Linked DNA regions of Sus scrofa: region 1 is linked to region 2. Evidence: chromatin contacts called from public HiChIP or PLAC-seq data. All regions are on one chromosome and are shown on one strand. Each heading gives the region's core, a stretch centred on a gene start, on an enhancer-like site or on the middle of the called end of the contact. The rest is flanking DNA. Distances are from core to core; before and after follow the strand shown. Region 1 holds the start of TAMM41 (phosphatidate cytidylyltransferase, mitochondrial). Region 2 overlaps ATG7 (autophagy related 7).

The links. HiChIP or PLAC-seq counts read pairs in DNA pulled down with a chosen protein or histone mark.
Region 1: an H3K27ac HiChIP or PLAC-seq map of skeletal muscle shows a contact between it and region 2, with 18 times the contacts expected there. The contact joins the promoter of TAMM41 here to the enhancer-like site in region 2. A contact is called at or near these places in 1 of 5 promoter capture datasets (liver), 24 of 47 Hi-C or Micro-C datasets (adipose tissue, alveolar macrophages, embryonic fibroblasts and 14 more) and 2 of 2 datasets of contacts at active chromatin or transcription factors (alveolar macrophages and skeletal muscle).

Annotation. Positions count from the first base shown.
Region 1 is chr13:67,982,224-67,984,923 of Sscrofa11.1, reverse strand. TAMM41 (phosphatidate cytidylyltransferase, mitochondrial) reads left to right here and starts at 1,398. Exons shown (of 8, transcript XM_003132370.4): 1 at 1,398-1,823. The coding sequence starts at 1,689.
Region 2 is chr13:67,502,623-67,505,322 of Sscrofa11.1, reverse strand. The region is part of intron 17 of ATG7 (autophagy related 7); the gene reads right to left. Among named protein-coding and RNA genes, the nearest start is that of ATG7, 86 kb to the right of the region's middle. Within about 2 kb of position 1,277, at least 44 of the 83 cell types and tissues checked have an H3K27ac peak or open chromatin away from gene starts, as enhancers often do. A contact at or near this core is called in adipose tissue, alveolar macrophages, epiblast stem cells and 7 more, where this site is marked.

The DNA.
Region 1 (2,700 bases), core at 149-2,648, 480 kb before region 2:
CAAGGTCTGGCTCAGATGACATACCTGCAAAATCTCCTCTGGTCTCTCCCTGCACAGCCAGAGCTGATTGACTGCCCTCATGACAGGTCCTGCAGGGCACTGGGTGTCCAGCTTTATCACTGCACATTACATGCTGGGTTTGCTTGTCTGTCTCCTACGAGCCTGCCAGGAGCAGCCTTGTTCTAGTCATCTCAAATCCTCAGCACTTATCCAGAGTTTGAATTCCAATAATCATTTTTCAATTGAATTAATCCCAGTCCTGCCTCTATCACCCCAGGCCAGGCAATTTAATTCACAGTGAAACTATGGTAACGGCTTCCTAACTGGTCCCTGCCTCTTCTTTCCCCACTCTGATCCGAGCCAACCTTTGAGCCTTGACAGCTTCCTGCTCAAAACTGTTCAAGGACAGAGTAGAATTCTAAGATGTGGAGCCAGCATTTTCATTCCAGATTTGCCACAGGCTGATGTGATCCCAAGCACATTGTTTTATCCAACACTTAGCTTCTTCATCTGTAAAATGAAGGCAATCACCTCCTTCCACAAGGCAGCAGAGGGAACCCATGAAAAAATGCCTGGGAAATGGTTCAACATTACCCAAATTTAGCTATTACTACTCTGTTATGGTTGAGAGGCCATGTACATCAGGGAAGAAGGAAAGGATATCTGAAAAGTCTCTGTCCGGGAGGTCATACTACATCCTGAATGGCCCTGTGGCCCCGAGCAAGTTTCTCTAATTGTACACAAAGAGGCAAGCTCTCACCTGGGATCCTGTTTCCACCAGAAACTGCATTTAATATGCCCTTTTGTGAGTCCAATCCACAAGGCAAAGGACCAAAGGCTCTCCACCCCATTAAAATTCAATACAAACATCAGAGACCCTTGGTGCAGTTTTTTGTTTGATTTTTACCATTTATGGAGCACTTTCATGCCTGTTATCGTGTTTGAAGGAGGGCTTTAATGGGCAGAAAGCACAACCAAATCTTAACAGTGATAATATCTGGATGGTGGGATTGGGCATGATTTTAATCTTATTTGTGTTTTCCTAAGCTTTGAAAATGTTGCAGTTTTGGAGCTGGATGAACCATGGTTGCACAACACTGTAAATGTACTAAATGCCACTGAATTGTAAAGCATATGTTTTTATGTTATGTGCATTTCACCCCATCAAAAAGACCTTTTTAAACGCTACACCATGACCTTATACCCATATTTTAAATGTGGTTTGAGGCAAGAACAAAAAAGTACTTTTAAGGCTCAAAAACCGTTCAATCAGCTGTCACTCTTCCCTACCCAAGACAAATCCCAGGCGGCCAGCCTGCAGCCCGCTCCTCCCGCCACCAGGGGTCTCTGCGAAGGCTTCGCGTCGCCATCCACTGGCAGGTGTCCGCTCTTGCGCCATCCCAAGATGGAGCACGTGTGCGTGGGGGAGGCGTGGCCCACGTGGCCGCTGGACCGGCTGGGCCAGCGCCCACCTGGTTCTCTAGTAGGTGCTTTCCAGCCTGCTCCGGGACTGGAGTACCCCCGCGAGTCCCTGCCGGCCACGCCACTTCCTGCCCCCGGCCTCAGCCTTCTCCTGTTCTGACCAGTCCTCGACTTCCATCTCCCACCCTTAGCGGGTATCAGTTCCTCGCCCTGCTGTCCTTCGCTCCCCTCCCCGCCAAGGGTCCCTGTCGCTGAGCCCCGGCCCCATGGCGCTGCAGGCGTTGCAAAGCTCCGGGGTGACCTTCCGCAAGATCCTGTCTCACTTCCCCGAAGAGCTGAGCCTGGCTTTCGCCTACGGTTCTGGAGTGTACCGCCAGGCGGGGCCCAGCTCAGACCAGAAGGTGAGCCCGGGCCAGCCCCACGCCAGAATATTCTCACTACTTTCCTTTGCCTTCAGTCCCTCTAAGAGCTCTCCTGTCTGCTCTGCGCATTCCACGCACCAACTAGCGAAATACAAATCGTACGAAAGTGCTTCTGGTAGAAAGACAGCGTGAGCCGAGTTTTGAAGGTTCCGTAGGAGTCCACTTCGGTCTAGAGCAGGAGCTGCAGTTAGCGGAGGGAAAAGCTGGTGCCGGGGCAGGATGGAAGAAAGGAAAATAAGTATTTGCCAGTGTTCTCACGCTTGCGTGAACATTAGAGTTTTCTGGGAAGCTTTAAAAAAATGCTGATGTTCTGGGTACCATTTACGGAGATTTCAGATTTAATTGGTCTGGGTCAAGCCCTGGGCTTCAGGAATTTTTTAAAACTTCCCAGGTGATTCTAATACGCAGCCAAGCTTGAGAGTCACGTCTCTGTCTGTAAAGAGAAAATACTAAATACTTCTCTGGACTTTAGGAAGCTGGTGGGCTGAATGGAGGGTCAGGGCAGGTGCAGTGACTAACTACAGCAAGAGTTAGTGGCCAGTTTGTTCGCCCAGCCTCAGGACTTTTAGCGAGAGTGTTTAGGATTAGACATTGTTATTCTTCAAAGCTGACTGAGCACAACAGCAGTTGAGGGTACAGTGTTTCTTAAGATTGTAGATTTCTTTTTCTGTAAATGGAAAAAAAAGAAAAAAAGTTCACTGAGAAGATTCAAGGCCAAGTAGCATAGAGGCAGGCAAATATTTTCCACTTAAGTGAGGCTGTTATTTGCCTGCTGAGGTTTTCAGAGGCTTTTGAGCTTTTACTGAATTAACATAAAAGGAACACGAGTCCCGGTAGAGATGTTCTCTGTGTGTGC
Region 2 (2,700 bases), core at 28-2,527:
CATTCTCTGATGATCAGCAGCTCTACTGCCTGCTAATTTGTGCCCCATTCAGGGTCTCTCATCAGCCTGCACACCAACCTCCTGGAGATGCCAGGAGTGGCCTCTACAAAAAGCCAGAAAAGGGGTCTGGCTGGCCTCACAGAACTCAGCACCATCCCAGGAACCAGGAAAAGACCACTTACTTTCTTCCTTTTCTTTCTTCTTTCTGTCTGTCTGACTGTCAATAAAAGATCCCACTTGTTAGCAGCAGAGAAAAAAATAGCATGCTAAGATTTACAATGAAAAAGTATTCTCTACTTTTCTCTCAAGGTGTTCAGAGTGAGGAGAAGCTTGCCTCTGTGTGGGAAGGAGGTGATGATAAGTGGAACCATGAGGGGGGCAGCGGGGAGGCTCAATAACATTTCATTTTGATCTGTGTGCCAGGCAGGTGAATGGTGTTCATTTTGTGATAATCCAAGATATATACTTAATGATTTAAGTGTGATTTTCTGTGTTTTATATACAGATAAAAATGGCAAATTAAAGATATTCCCGAAGTTCCCGTCGTGGCGCAGTGGTTAACGAATCCGACTAGGAACCATGAGGTTGTGGGTTCGATCCCTGCCCTTGCTCAGTGGGTTAACGATCCGGCGTTGCCGTGAGCTGTGGTGTAGGTTGCAGATGAGGCTCGGCTAGGATCCAGCATTGCTGTGGCTCTGGCGTAGGCTGGTGGCTACAGCTCCGATTGACCCCTAGCCTGGGAACCTCCATATGCCGCAAGAGCGGCCCAAGAAAATGGCAAAAAGACAAAAAAAAAAAAGATATTCCCTTTATAGAGAGAAAGTGGCTTATACACATCACTGCCCACTTGCAGAATCCCATTCACGTACACTGGGCCAGAGACTTTTATAAAAAGAACAAACCTAGAGGCCTATTTTCTCACCTTCAAATGGTTTTTTCCCACAGTTTTCAAATTCGGTAACAGATTTTCTTTTCAGGCTGAGTATCACTGAATTTCAGGGCCTCATCAAGCCTGTTTCTGCATGTGCCAATCTCTGGATGGGCCAAATTCTGCCTATGGCCCCAAAGGAAGAAGAGCAACTAAGTCATCCTCAGGCCTCAGGCCTGATGCAGAGGAGAGCACAGGCTGAGGTCCTCTTCCCACATTACAAAAGGAGTTGCTGGTGGGGGTGGCATGTGACTCCCCGGCCAAGGACAAGCACTATTCTACCACGGCTCATTCTACAGGGGCCAAGTAATAAGCACTGTCCTTCGGGCAGGTGAGGAAAAAAAAAAAAAAAAGCCCAGGGAGCGTCACAGGCCCCTCTCTGGATACAAAGCACACAAAGGGGTTTACCAAGTTCCACTGCAGCAGGAAGTCATTTGTCAGGAGAGCCAGGAAGAGGAGGGGGGGAGGTGCTGAGTCTGCATTGCAACACAGCCCAGTGTTTTTGTGGAAACGACATCCTGCTAATCAAAACACAGTCGCATAAATGGACTCACTCCATTTCAGAAAAGAGAGAAATAAAAGAAATGTAAAGCCTATAAAAAGGTACCACACAACCCTGATTAATTTTAAAGTTCTTTCTCTGCTGTCGTTTTTAGAAAGTAGCTAAAAATAAAGGCTTGAAACTTGAAATAATGTAAGCAAGTAATCACACACACACTGGGCTTTTTCCATATATGGCTGCATTATTCTTCAGCCTTTGAAAAGGCCAAATGAAGAGATGGCCAACAACCAAAATAATCCTTCAGACACTTAACAACGAGGAGAAAGAACCAGAAGAGCGGGTGAATGACAAACAGTTGCAAGGCTCAATGGGGGTAAATAACATGACAGGGATTAGTTGCCATAGTACTTTAAAAACATGGGCACATGCATTTTGACACTGAACCCCTTCTATAAAGGGACTGATTTGCTCTCTGGCCTCAGCACTGAGAAAACTACAACTGCAGTAATTTAACATAAAAGACTTAAAGAAGGAAACCAGTGCAGGGGCATGACTGAAAATTTAATTAAGGCCCTTCTCTGTATGAAATCTGTAAAGGAGAGGAGGGCACATCTCAAGGGCAGAAGGAGGGAAGGAGATGAGAGACATGCAAAAAGGGGAAGAGGCAAGGGATTCAAATGAGCACATCAACTGCACAGGTTGGCTCTGGAGGACAGCTCCTGTGATGGAGGTTATGACAGTGTCTGCTGGGTCCTACTTGAAATGTCTCTGCAGAAGAGATTAACACATTCATTTCAAATAAATGACACACTGGAAAAGTCACATTTGTCTTGTGTTTCCTGGTTTACAAAAAGCCTCATCAAAGACAATTCTGGACGCAAGGCAAAGCACCGGCTTTTACTGATAGGACACTGAGGCTGAGGGAGGGTCAGTGACCTAACACAAGTCTATGATGGGCGGCTCAGGAGTAGCAATTCAAAGTCAGCTCTCCTGATATGCAGGCTGCACTATTTCCAGTCATAAAACCTCAGGAGAGCACTGGTCAGAGGGCCAGGTTTAGGTGTAGATGTCGGCATATTCACTACCTCTCTCTGTGACCATGGACAAGCAATCTCCCTTCTTCTGAGTCAGACCCTCAAGTGGAAAATGACAGGCCAGGCAAGGGGAGGCAGAGAGAGACAAATGTGATCTGTGACTCACCCAGCTCTGCACTCCTGTGCGAGTCTGTCCTCACGTGTCCCTGAATTGGACTCTTACTGCTTCCCTCCCA